Linked DNA regions of Danio rerio: region 1 is linked to region 2. Evidence: chromatin contacts called from public Hi-C data. All regions are on one chromosome and are shown on one strand. Each heading gives the region's core, a stretch centred on a gene start, on an enhancer-like site or on the middle of the called end of the contact. The rest is flanking DNA. Distances are from core to core; before and after follow the strand shown.

Region 1 (7,202 bases), core at 995-3,494, 46 kb before region 2:
TGTAAAGCATTTTGTAAAACCTTTTAAATGATTTGTTTTCTTAAAATGATTTAAACTAAATATTATAGATAAACTATTTCGTTTTCAAAACTAAACCTTTTCCTAATTTGACTGCTGGATTTTTCCATGTCCATGATTGAGAGTTGGGGATACATTTGCGCAGATATAACAAACATCAAACTTTTTTTTTTTAGACCCTCATCATACAAAATATGATAGAAAAGGATGTTATGTATGATTTTTAGGTTTAATTAATACTTCTAGGTATTTATTTGGGGGCTCTCAGATGCATTGGGGCCTTAAGCGGCTGCTTATCTTCTTTATTAAATTCTTCTCCTGTATGTATGAACCAATAGACCTCTTATGGGGCCCTATCATACACCCGGCGCAGTGTGGTGCAAGGCGTGGCGCAGTAGTCTTTTGGTAGTTTCAGCTTGGCGCAAGAGTCGTTTTGAGGCGTTGCGCTGCGCTGTTTAAATAGCAAATGCATTAGCACTCATATAGGCGTTCTGGTCTATAAAGGAAGGGGTTCTGAGGCGGACCGCTGGCGCGTTGCTATTTTGAGAATCTATAATAGATTTTTGATTAAACCAAAACTAACCCGGTCTAAACTCTGGCGCAGAGTTGCGCCTCGCTTACGCACTGCTTAATACGCACAAGAGAGTAATAGGCAAATATGTCATGTAGATCAAAATGTATTATAATGAGCTCTGTTGAGTAGCTTCACCTCACAAAACATTTAGGTATTAGTTATAGCACAAGTCTTTACATGCAAAATGGATGAACAACTTAATATTTTGTCATTATGCATTTTTAGATTTCAATTAGATTTAAAAAACCTTATTGAAGAACAAGGTTTGTGATGTGGATGAGAATTTGCCGCCCAAAAGACAGGAACTTCAAGAAGACTGCACTGTAATTTCTACAGCACTGCTTACAGTTTTCTCTAAGGAGATTGTCTCGTGTTCACATTTCTATTTCCTTTTTTGTGTGTGCTATGCAGTGCTGTCTTTACCTTTCTGTATATGACATAGTCTGCCAACTAATTACAGTACAAACAAAGCATAATGTGAATCTTGTCATGTTTCTTGCAATCAAACACCCATATTTGTGAAGGTGTAACCTACAGTTTGCAATAACTGTCATCAAATCTGTAGCCATAGTTTACTATAAATCAGAACATCCCCCCATACATTGACTGTTAAATTACAGCACTGTTACATTGACATCATGACCAAGCAGTTTGTCTTATCCGCAGATTCCGCACACAATGACGCAAGAACTGCATGTTCATTGACGCATTTAATTTTGAGAGATGAACTAAGGATTTTGAGCTAGAGATTGGGTTTTGCAGGTAATTCATGGTGTTTTGCTATTTGTATGCATTGTTTTGCAGATTTCAAGTCTGATCTGATGAATGTATCAAAAGCCACTGATAAAAACTGTCACAGAAACAGACATATGTTTTCCAACTGCATTATGAAGTTTGCTGAGGAGTGAATTTGTACATACTGTATGTAAAAGTAGGGTATTGTTATGTTATATTATGTTCCTTTAAAAGTATTGGTTTTCACTGAATCCACTTTGTTTGAAGAACAACACTGGACAGGATGTGTAATAACAGTTATTCATTTAGTAATTTATTTTCATCTAAATAATTATTTTAACCTGATAAATCAATTATTTTAATCAATTAACAGATGGTCAAGGTGGTGCAGTGGTTAGCACAATCACCTCACAGCAAGAAGGTCGCTGGTTCGAGCCTCGGCTGAGTCAGTTGGGATTTCTGTGTGGAGTTTGCATGTTCTCCCCATGTTCGCGTGGATTTCCTCTGGGTGCTCCGGTTTCCCCCACAGTCTAAAGACATGCGGTATAGGTGAAATGGGTAAGCTAAATTGTTCGTAATGTATGTGTGTGAATGTATCTGTGTGTATGTGTTCCCAGTGATGGGTTGCAGCTGGAAGGGCATCCACTGCCTAAAACATATGCTGGGTAAGTTGGCGGTGCATTGTGGCGACCCCAGATTAAAAAAGGGACTAAGCCAAAAGAAAATAAATGAATGATTGGCAGTCGAAGGAGGCCATTGCTTACTTCGCTAACATACAATTACCTTGATTAACCAGTTTAAGAGTTTCAGGCTAATTCCAGAGAGGGGTTATTTGACAGTATTTGCATGCTGACTTACTATTGGTCTTGAAAGCACTTGGTCGGCCCTTCAAAGTGTGCAAAAAAGTACCTTTTATGTGCAGAAACTGTGATTCCCTTTGTCTTGGACACACTGGCTTTACTTAAAACAAAACTGCAAACATCTCTCAGAGGCTCTCAAAAGAGGTGAGGAGTTTTGTTTCCTATATAGTTACAATTTAATCTTTTTTACTTGAGGGAAATTTAAATGAATTCAAATCAATAAGACAAAATTATTTTGTTTGCAATTTATGATATTGTTAAATTATTCAATAAAATTTTGTTATTATTGTTAAATTGTTCAATATTACTATTGTTAATTAAAAATGATTAGGGTATGTCAACTCCTTACAGCTCCTAACTTTACTATAACATTAAAGCTTTCAGGCATTGTCTTACATGCCTATTTATTGAAATGATGTTTCAGTGTTTTATTACTTCATTATCCAGACTGAAACTTTAATGGTTGTATTTAGATCACATGTGTCACAGAATTGGAAGAAATTGCACTGCTTTGTCTTTTTACTGTTTATTGTTATTTGTAGGGCTGGTCTCTCTGATTACCCTGTATTACTGGTTTTACCATGTGTCCATCTACACCGCCTAAACCAATTACTTTAGTAATGACAGCGACTTTTTTACTCCTGAATACATTTCAAACTGAGAATAGAATAAAACAGAATAAGAAAACATTCACTTTAAGAGCAAATATTTTCTAAGCCATTTTCAGAGACCTAAAATATCTTGTACTTTGAACGGCCACAATTAACGAATTTAGAGGATCTTCTAGGGAAAGAGCTTCACGGGGCAGTGTTATATATGAAGGTGGGGCTTCTGTATCATTGCCACATATTTCCTATTCAATAGAACACACAAGCATGGTAAATACCAAAATGTCACAGTGCAGTGGTTTTCCTTTTAAAATTCAGTGGTCGTACAGTAGGAGTCTGGGTTTGACGATTCAGGGAATGTTGTTTAGAAGGCCAATCAAGTGGAGTGAATGTACACAAATGTGCCTTCATTTTCTAAAGTCTGGTCTATCTCTGTTGAGGCCCTGCAAGATAGTGTTGCCACTGGCTTGCTTGGATTGGGACTTGTGGAGCTGCGCATCGCTGGCTTTGCTCTTCAGTGGTTGAACTTTTAGTGAAAATTAAACCCCACTGAACCGAACTTCAACTCCGAAAACTGGACTGACACAGTTCCAATTTACTAGAACTTCTATGTTAAGCTGCTTTGACACAGTCTACATTGTAAAAGTGCTATAGAAATAAACTTGAAGGAAACTGACCCTTCGCTAAGCCACACCCAAAAACCGCCACCTACCGATCGTGGCTTAGTAACCGTAGGCAAGGTGACAATGTTCAAAACTGCATAATTGTCCAACAGTAAAATTCTGTTCATATTACAATTAAATACTGTGTAATTTGCAAAAATTGATGACAGTGTTGGCTTTATGAATGGGGTCGGACGGGTTAGTCGATATCAACCTGATGTATTATTATTTATGAAAACAAGCCAATGAATTCTCTTATGGACGTGTGAGATTTTATAGATCTAACCTATAAAGTCGGCCAATTTCAAACCTTATGACTTTTTTCTGCAGAGCACAAAACAATGTATTTCATGTCCACACAAAAATATAAAAGACATAAAAAAACATCACAAAAGTAGTTTTTTATATACTTGTTTAGTGAACTTGCATGACTAACAATAATGTAAATTGTGTCTCTGTTCTTAAACAGGTGAAAAGATGAGAAAGAAGAATGTGGAATCTGCACTATTATTTCTAACAGGTGTCGTGTGCCTGCTCATTATCACCAACAAAAATGACTCTAAAGAAGATGATGTGAATCTAAAGAGCAAAAAAACAGAAGAAATCCTTCATAATCAAGAAGATTTCTCTAGAACTGAAACTCTTCCGCCATCGACTTCATATTGTCAGCCGAATATGTCATTTTATAAACTTCCTGAATTCTCCACTCTGCCAGATCATATCAAAGACTTTCTGCTTTACCGACACTGTAAGAGTTTTCCCATGATTCTCGATGTGCCTGATAAGTGTGGTGGAGCTCAAAACTCTGCAGATGTCTTCCTCCTGCTGGTCATCAAGAGTTCTCCGGAGAATTACGATCGCAGAGAAGTTCTGCGGAAAACATGGGCTGAGGAGAGATTGCACAAAGGGGTGTGGATCCGTCGAATCTTCATAATCGGTACAAGTAGTAGTGGCTTAGGGAAACGCAGGATGAATAGGCTACTGAAGCTGGAGAACAATGAGAACAAGGACATTTTACAATGGGACTTCAATGATTCATTCTTCAACCTCACACTGAAGCAGATCCTTTTCTTAGAGTGGATGGACAGAAGGTGCCCACACGCCAGATTCCTTTTAAATGGAGACGATGACATTTTTGCCAATACGTTTAACATGATCGAGTATCTTCAGGGTCAAGAAGACAATGATGGAAGTAGACATCTCTTTACTGGGAACATCATTCAGAACGTAGGCCCTATAAGAAAGCGTTCAAGTAAATACTATATCCCGGTTCAGATACAGGAGTCTGACATTTATCCTCCATATTGTGGTGGAGGGGGATTTCTACTGTCCGGCTTCACAGCCAGAACGATCTACAACATGTCACACTCTGTAATTCTGCTGCCCATTGATGACGTTTACATGGGAATGTGTCTGAAGAAGGCCGGCATCAAACCTACGTCCCATTTTGGCGTAAGAACTGCTGGTTTGCGTGTCCCAGTTGGAATTGTCGACAAATTTGACCCTTGCTATTACAGAGAAATCCTTTTAGTCCACAGATTTCTGCCACACATGATTTTTGTGATGTGGGATGAAATACAAAACCCAAATTTGCGATGTGCAAAGAACAATTTCAAAAGAACAAAAGAGCAGGGTGTGTTTCAAAGGGAGATATAATAGCTTGCTGGATTCATTATGATCAGGATTTTTTAATGAATGTTGGCTTTTGAAAATGAGGTTGACTTTTGCACTTTAACTGGGTGGTTGATTCTTTCACAGCAATATTTATTGTATTCTTCATAGGCCTTATGTTTGTTTTAAAAAATCAAAGAGTGCTTTCAGTATACCTCATAAGTTGTAAAGCTGTCACTCAAAAGCTGAGAGGTAAATCTTTCTGCCTTGTTTGTTTTTTACCTTTTTACTTTAAGAGAGAACAAGTATCAAAATATCTCTTGCCCCTTCAAATCAATTTTATCAGGGGAATTACTGAGTACAAATAACTGTGGGTTACTTAAGAGTTTCTAATTTATTTTTATATTGTAGAAATTGACGATAATGTTAATTTTGTTACATTTGCAACTAATAACTGCCAAATAAAGAAACTGACAGTTCTATTCAGAATCTGAAACAAATCTTTTAATCAAGTCCTTGACTGAAAGGATTCACGACTTTGAATTATTGAACCCTGATTTACAAATCATTATTCAACCTGCAATGTGTAACATCAGAAAATAGCAGTCAGTTTTCATTTTATAATTATAAAAATAATATAAAGTATGTGGACAGTCAACATTTTTGACATATTGACATTATAAAATGCTGATCAAGAGTGGTGCATAAATCCCCATCACCCATAACAAGCTGTGTTAAGTAAAAATGACATGAGTGAAATTTAATAAAGGTATTGTTTTCTTACTTTATGGAGACATACATTAAATCATGAACATTAAAAACTGAACAATATTGAGATATACAGTCAAGCCTGAAATTATTCATATTCAGATTTCCAATAAAATGTTTGATGATTTCAACTGCCTGTCAACATGTACTCAGATACCTCTGTGTATCCTGCTCTGTTTATTTGCTGTGTAGACTGATGGATATGGATACAAGAGGCAAACAGAAACAGCACCTGCACAGGAAAAGGAAGTAGGAAAACGTGTTGCATTTAATTCCATTTTCAATAAAACTGTATAAACAACTTGATTTCAAAGACAGATGGATTTAGACATTACATAAAATGAGCTGTTTGCATTTATTATTATCCAGATAATGTTATGTGTTTTGTACTATTATGCACATGTAATATCCCAGCAGGCACACAACATCATAAGATGTTAATATTAGGTTAGATTTAGGTTATGAAGCAAGGTGACCAAAATTCAATGTTTAAGGAAAACGTTATTTTGATGTCCAATAACGACATTAAATGTCGTTGATATTTGGTTGATTTTAGGTTGTGTTGGAAAGTGACCAAAATCCAACATCAAGCCAACATCTTAAACCTGTCATAGTGACATCAAATACTGACATTTATTCTTCAGGTATGGCAACCAAAATGCAACGTCTGATAGACGTCATAGTTCGTCCACTCAATGTCAAGCTGTAACATTATTAGACGTTATTATTTGATTCATTTTAGGTAGGCATTGACGTTGGCCTGATGTTGGGTTTCTGACGTCAACCCAATTTTAATTTCCAAACAAAATGCAACATCCCTACAACGTTGGGGTACAACGTCAATCTGACGTCATGTTGACGTCCTGTACCTCCTGGGATAAATGCATTTTGAGCAATGGTGCTTTTTAATGTTGTTTTACACATCTCAGATCATGATCTAGTATTTTCTGTATTGCAAAACCAGTTCTGTTAAAATATGTCAGAATAATAACTTCTACGGCCTAAGACTGCTTTGTAAATAAACAAATTTGTCAAAGCATCACATTTGCTCACTTGCTCAACAGCAGCCCAGAAAAGGAACTGCATCAAAATTTTAATCCCAAAAGGCAGGGGTGTCCAAACTCAGTCCTGGAAAGTTTAGATCCAGCCCTAATCAAACAAACCTGAACCAGCTAATCAAGCTCTTATAGATATACTAGAAACTTCCTGGCAGGTGCGTTAAAACAGGTTGGAGCTAAATTCAGCAGGACACCAGCCCTCAAGAATCGAGTTTGGACACCTCTGCTATAAGGTAATGATGGGGTATAAGGAACTTTTGAGGGATTTGAATTGTAGCCTTTCTGAAGGACAAAAATTGACTTTAAAT
Region 2 (6,733 bases), core at 3,171-5,670:
CCCATATCACGATACAATGCGATAATTCAGCACTAATTAGATCAAGTTTATGTGATGATGTGAAAGAGGATGCTGTGCCATTGAATGAGTTTGATTTATTTATTAACCAAGCAAAACCAAGACTTTTTTTTTACAAACTGGCTTTTCTCTCAGAACCAAAGTGTCAGTTTACAGTAGAGGGCCATTTTAGAACATATAGCACATATTATTTAAGTATTTTCAAGATAAACAGAATGTATAAGTGCAATATATATTAAAATATATATATTTGCACTCTTTCAACTTAAAGGTTTAGCATTGCACAACAAGAATTGTGATTTAACTTTTCAACTATGAAAACAAGTTTTACAAAGATATATTTTGCCACTGAATATTCAAAACTTAAGGTCGTGAACTAGCAGTGTTATGCTGCTTTGAAACATCACTGTCACTGTAAACAACAGGCTAATAAAAATATAACAAACCAGCAATCTTCTTGCTGTGAGGTGGTCAAACTACCCACTGTGCCACTGTGACACCCATTATTTTTATCATTATTATTATTAATATTATTATTATTATAATTAAATAAAAATTAACAGGAGGAGGTGTTTAAAACCTTCGTTCTCCGTGACACTAGGCTGAATATCTTTGCAGATGAACAATGCAATAGCATTCGTTATTGGCATAGAGCGCACAAAACTGTTGCGCATGGAAAAAAAACTTGCAATGCTTTTCTCACCACTTTTGGAGCTGGTAGCTACAGTTGAAGCAGTGCGAAAGCCGGGGATGCAGGAACACTGGAAGATGCTTTCACAACAACACCGTGGCGCCGCTTCAAGTGAGATTTCAGATTAGTCGTACTGCCCGCGTATTTTACAAATGCGCAGCACATTTTGCAAATTGCATCTGTCCTGTCATGTCGTCCATCCTTAAAGAGCCCATATTATACATGAAATAGGGTCATATCTTGGTTGTAAGGGTCTCCAACAACAGTCTAATATGCATGCAAAGTCAAAAAACACTTTCATGGTCTTATAATCTGCATTTATTTTTACCTAATTATCCCAGCGACTCCTGTATGAATCGTCCAGTGATTCATTTGTTCCTAAACCCCTCCTTAGCGCGAAGCTAATCTGCGCTGATTGGACCGATGACAGTCTGTCACGATTGGTCGACTGCCTTCAGTCAGAGAATGAAATGCCCAATAGCTAATCAGCAATATAAAAGTAATCACAGTTCATACGCGCTCCATAGTGTAGGCGTGGATTTTAGCTGCCACACACACACACACAAACACACACACACCTCTGGACGACAACGCTTCCGCCCGCACCCGCCAGGTTTTAGCCTGAACCCGACCGCTCCCGCTTATATTTAGAATTTCTTGTCCCGGTGCCCGAACCGCCCCGTTTTCTACCCGCCGCGCCCGATCCCGCTAAAGAGCGGGGGAGAACATAACCGAAAATCACCCAGCAAAACAGTCCAGAGACAGCCAGACAGAGCTCGCTCTCTCTCTCTCTCTCTCTCTCATATGCGCGCACTAACACATACACACAAGCGACAAGCAGACACACAGGCAGGCAAAGCTCTGTCTCATTCGCATAGTAATATCCACGATATTGCTAGACAGCCCGCTCCCGTCCCAAATTAAACCTGTTACCGACCGCTCCCGCGATTGATTCGGAAATTTATTCCCGCGCCGCAGAAATCTGGCGCGGGGACAGCCGCGGGAATGCAGACCTCTACCACGGAGCTCCGTAAACAAACAGCACGCGTCGCGTTTTTAACGTGACTTTGCACGCGATAAGAGAATATAGCCAGTTAACCTGATACAGTACACTCGGTTACAAGTAACAAATCACAACTAAATACATTTGCAAGCTAGAGTCAACGAGGCAACTTTAATCGCACGTACTTACATTTGAGAAATGGAGGAAGAAACTCATCCTGACGTCCATTAGTAAGTTATTCTTTACTGATCCTTACTTTAACAAACGCAGATGAAGTATTCTTTGTAGCCTGTAGTTTCCAGAAGTTTCCAACTGCTTGGTTATAATGCTGAGGTTTCATCTCTGGGTAAAGAATCGATAATGTCCATCTGCAGTGTGACTTCAATCGACCGGCATGTTTGTGTGTGTGTGTTTGTGGGTGTGTGTGTGTGTGTCTGGGTTTCTGCGTCAGAGGGCGGGGCCTCAGGTTTGAAATCTCCCGGGTTTGCGCGTGCACGTGAATAACTTGGTTTCGTTCGTACGTCATGGCGAAACACCTAATGAATCGGTATCAAGGCGACTCGTTCGAAGCACTATGAGTCGACTCTTTTATAGATGAATCAACCGTTTTAAACACTGTATTCTTACAGATTTAAGCCTTAGCTGGATACTTCACTTCACTTAGAGCTGTGTTACACACTACATGGAGGGGAATTTTCAAAAACCCATAATATGGGCTCTTTAAATCCATAATGTTGCCATACTTTAGATTTAAAACTCAGTGGGGAATAAAATGTTTGTTTTGCTTCTCGCGCTTTCTGAGGGTGCACCACTAGCTTCATCCGCACACCTGATACACTGAGTTGTAGTGTAAGTGTACACATCCGCAAATCCGTTGCTAAGGCTTACTTTATGTAGGTCGATTAAATTATGCGCCAAAAACAGGTTGACAACACTTGTTAATAAATAAAAAATACATTCTATAATAAAAATATAAGCTGTATCTTGGAAAAACCGATGCATCTCGCAAAAACCGATGCATCTCGATTTGCTTCCAAAATTTCATTCATCCTCTGCTGCTCAACCGATGCACTCGCATCGTGCACGCGCATGACCGCGTATCGATACATATCGATTAATCTTCCCATCCCTAGTAAATACTATGTCCTGGTTCATATGCAGGAGTCTGACATTCATCCTCCTATTGTGGTGGAGGAGGCTTTTTACTGTCCCAAATTTTCGATGTGCAAAAAAACCATTTTAAAAGAACAAAAGAGCAGGGTATGTAAAGATATTTCAAAGCAAAATACAATAGCTTGATGGATTCAATATGATCAAGATTTTTTAAAGTAATGATAAAATGAATGTTGCCTTTTGGAAATGAAGTTGACTTTTGCACTTTATTGTATGTTAGGATATTTTTTGGGATCCAATTTACTGTTTGTATTGATTTTCTTTTATTTATTTTTTTTGTATTGATTTACTAGATTTTTTTTATTCATTATTCACGTTTCTTTGACCAGTCTGTCTTTTGCTTAATGAGTGCTTGTTATTGTTAAATTTGGTGTTCTGAAGGATATTTATTTTTACAGTGATTTATTGTTTAATTTTCTTACCGTATCATTTAATAGTCAACAATTTGCCATGAATATGGTAAACAATAGAAAGTTTAAATGTTATTAAAGTCATGAGCATGGTCAATAGCTTGTGTTTCTGGTGTTTGTAAATCCATCTTGAAAGTAATTTTACAACTTTATACCAACAATAGCTAAAGTGGTTTCAAATCTGTGTTTGATTGATTTGGTCTAAATTTACAATGAACATTTTAACTGTCTGTCAAAATGTACAGTACTTGCATACCTCAGTGCAACCTGCTCTGCTTATTTGCTGTGTAGACTGATGGAAAATGGACAGAGGAGGCAAGCAGCACCTGCACAGGAAAAAGTTCAATTTTCAATAAAACTGTACAAACAACTGGCTTTTAGAAATAAACCATTTAAACATTAATTGTAAATGGGCTTTTTACATTCATTAGTACCCTCATAATGTAATGTCTTTTTGCTATAATGTACATGTAACATAAATTCCTTTTTAAGTATTGTTGCTTTACAATGTTGATCATGATCTAGAATCAAGGGTTATCAGCAGTGATGAGGGACTTAAGTCACATGATTTGACTCAAGTCATACTTGGGTCACAAAATTTAGGGCTTTAGACTTGCTTGACAAATATCCAAAAAAGACTTGACTTGACCTGGACTTGACTGTCATGACTTGAAACTAGACTTGAGTTAATGGACTCGAAATAACATGTTTTTGTTAAATAAATACCTGTTTTTGTATAATACGCATTACATACAACCCTGAAAGTTATAAATGTAAATATAAAATGCAAAAGAAATTGCAAAAGTTTCAAAATCAACAAAAATTTGATTGACTTGAAAGTGACTTGCTAGACCAAGCTACTGTATGACTTGACTTGAGATAAGCAGTAACTCTACTTGACTTGACTTTGACAAAAATGACTTGACTTGCTTGATACCTGAAGGTTATAACTTGAGACTTGCACATGTGTGATTTACTCCCACCTCTGGTTACCAGGATAATTCCATTATTTTCTTTAATCTGAAGCATCGATAACAGCATTGCAACAGTCAAACTCTCTAAACTTTTAGTTTTCTTTTTCTCTGTCCCTTCTGTTTTTTCAGACCTTGTACATTAGGTCAATAAAAGATGTCATCATCGAGTGATTTCCTAACTTTTGGGCTGTCCTGCATCAGAATGCTGTGTTATTAAGTATACAATAGTGCCCTCTGTGGGTGAAAAGATTCTCTGTGTTTTTTTTATTTTTATTTATGTTGTATTTTTCCCAGGGGTCCGTTCTTCGTACCTCGCTTAAATGATCTTAGATGATTTGGCAGATCCTGGATCTTTTAATCTTGATAACTGATCTCTCGCTAATTTGGTTCTCCAAACAAGTTCGCGAATCAGATTAGAATATCTGGATGAACTGATCTGAGATCGCTGCGTTTGTTGTTAAGGACAGATCTATCGATCCTCGAAATCATGATCAGCAATGCAACGATTGGCTGACGGCACAGCAGCGTAATGACATCATCTGATTAATATTCAATTATCCATGTGAGCAAAATTACATCAAATTAGCAGTAAACGGCTTGTTAAATATGACACGCAGTAACTTCACATTTGTTGTGAGCTGCAGGCTTTACACTTTCATCTGTCAAGACAAGAGTATTCATCATGTATTTCAATGCAAATCAATGTATTTAGTTCTTCATTTAGAAAAGATTTTCTTTATTATAGTATCCGTTTTTTAATCGGTGTAAAGAATAACTGGTTGTTTACAAAAGCATTTTGATATTGGTAAAGGCGTCTGCAACTTTTGTGAAGCATCACTGGCATATTAACGTTCAAAACATGTTTATGACTGCATAAATATATTATTGCTTTTAAAAAAAGTCACATATTGTGCATTTCTATTATACACAATTTGTACTAAAGCGATCTAAAAAGTTCATATCAATAAGTTTTCTCTTTGCACCGCCAGGTGGCAGTCTTTGTACTTTCATTTCGAGGGTGCAGATTGCATACGTTTTATTAATATGTATAACTTTATTTATTTTATTAATGAATATAACTTTTATATATATATAGTTAAAAAATATTTACTATTTTCCCAAGTGTATATAACTTTTACTGTAAGAAAATATCAGAGCTCGGTACATACTTTCTGTATTATCTTTGCTTGAACTGAACCGATCTAATCCTGTTTATATGATTTGAACCTGCTCCCGATCAGGTTTGATCTAGCAGAACTGTTGCCATGACAACAACTCTCGGATCAGCTTTGAAGAACGAAACGATCCTGGATTGTGTCAAATCGTCAATATCCAAATCCAGCTAACTGAGTAATCCACGTACGAAGAACGGACCCCAGGACAGAGATAAATCACATGCAGCAGATATCTCTTCTCAAAAATACCGCCTTGTTGCATTTTCAACAAATAGATTTTTTTTCCAGAAGCAATTTCTCTGGTACAGTGCGTCAATCAATCAAAGCCAGATCTCAAAATCCACAGAATGAACATATTATGAATGAAAAGCTGACATCAGGTTTCCATGATTTAGGACAAAAAAATAAATAAAAATAAAACATCCATATGAGTGAATCATTTCTAATGAACAGTATATATGTCATTAGTTACATTTATGATATTGATTTATATTATTAGTGGAATGATAATAATAACAATAACAGCAACACAATTATTTAAAGATAAATGATGTTACATTGAATGTTTTAAAATAGTATTTAACAATCAGTGGTCATCCTCAAGAGGGCGCTTAACAGCCTTTAAACACAATTTTCTTTGCAGAGTGAGATCAAGACTAAATGATGTCAAGTCTCAAGCATATAAAAACAAGGCATTCATGCATTACCATTATAGCCATGGGCATGTTAGGCTAAATAATTCAAATGGATCATTGACTTCTTCTGTCTTCATTTGTTTTAAAAAAAAAAACAGATTTCCTAACAATTTAAAACAGCATCTTTGGATATCTTTTCTGCTGGAGATACTGCTGTCCTAAAAAAACAAACAAAAAAGTAAATAAAAATCTTACACATATGGATTACGGGGACATCCGGTTTCCACCTGATGGAGTGAGTTGGAAGTGCGCTGCTCTGCCGAAAACAATCTATAAAAGGCTCGCCTCAAACCTACATCCCATTTTGGCGTAAGAACTGCTGGTCTGAGTGTTCCAGCTGGAAATGTTGACAAATTTGACCCTTGCTATTACAGAGAAATTATTTTAGTCCACAGATTTTTGCCACACATGATCTTTGTGATGTGGGAGGAAATACAAAACCCAGATTTGTAATGTGCAAAGACCAAAAGAACAGGGTGGATTAAAACTTTTTCAAAGGAAAAAATATATTAGCTAATTAACCAAAGGAAAGTTACTGATAGTTACATTCAGAATTTGAATGAAATCTTTTTATTATTCAAGTTCTTCTGGATT

What was found. Hi-C and Micro-C count contacts between places; a contact is called where the count stands out from the background.
Region 1: a contact with region 2 is called in a Hi-C map of an unstated tissue, with 20 times the contacts expected there. The contact joins the promoter of b3gnt3.3 here to the enhancer-like site in region 2. A contact is called at or near these places in 2 of 18 Hi-C or Micro-C datasets (caudal fin and an unstated tissue).

What each region holds. Positions count from the first base shown.
Region 1 is chr8:15,354,008-15,361,209 of GRCz12tu, reverse strand. It overlaps b3gnt3.3 (UDP-GlcNAc:betaGal beta-1,3-N-acetylglucosaminyltransferase 3, tandem duplicate 3), which reads left to right and starts at 2,244. Exons shown (of 2, transcript NM_001128245.2): 1 at 2,244-2,331; 2 at 3,927-5,113. The coding sequence starts at 3,935. The coding sequence ends at 5,113. It overlaps si:ch211-126g16.8 (a long non-coding RNA gene), which reads right to left. Exons shown (of 6, transcript XR_012384162.1): 4 at 5,994-6,068. It also overlaps a transcript of b3gnt3.2 not described here.
Region 2 is chr8:15,310,263-15,316,995 of GRCz12tu, reverse strand. It overlaps si:ch211-126g16.8 (a long non-coding RNA gene), which reads right to left. Exons shown (of 6, transcript XR_012384162.1): 3 at 3,552-3,621. It also overlaps a transcript of b3gnt3.1 not described here. Among named protein-coding and RNA genes, the nearest start is that of b3gnt3.1, 14 kb to the right of the region's middle. Within about 2 kb of position 4,420, at least 3 of the 62 cell types and tissues checked have an H3K27ac peak or open chromatin away from gene starts, as enhancers often do.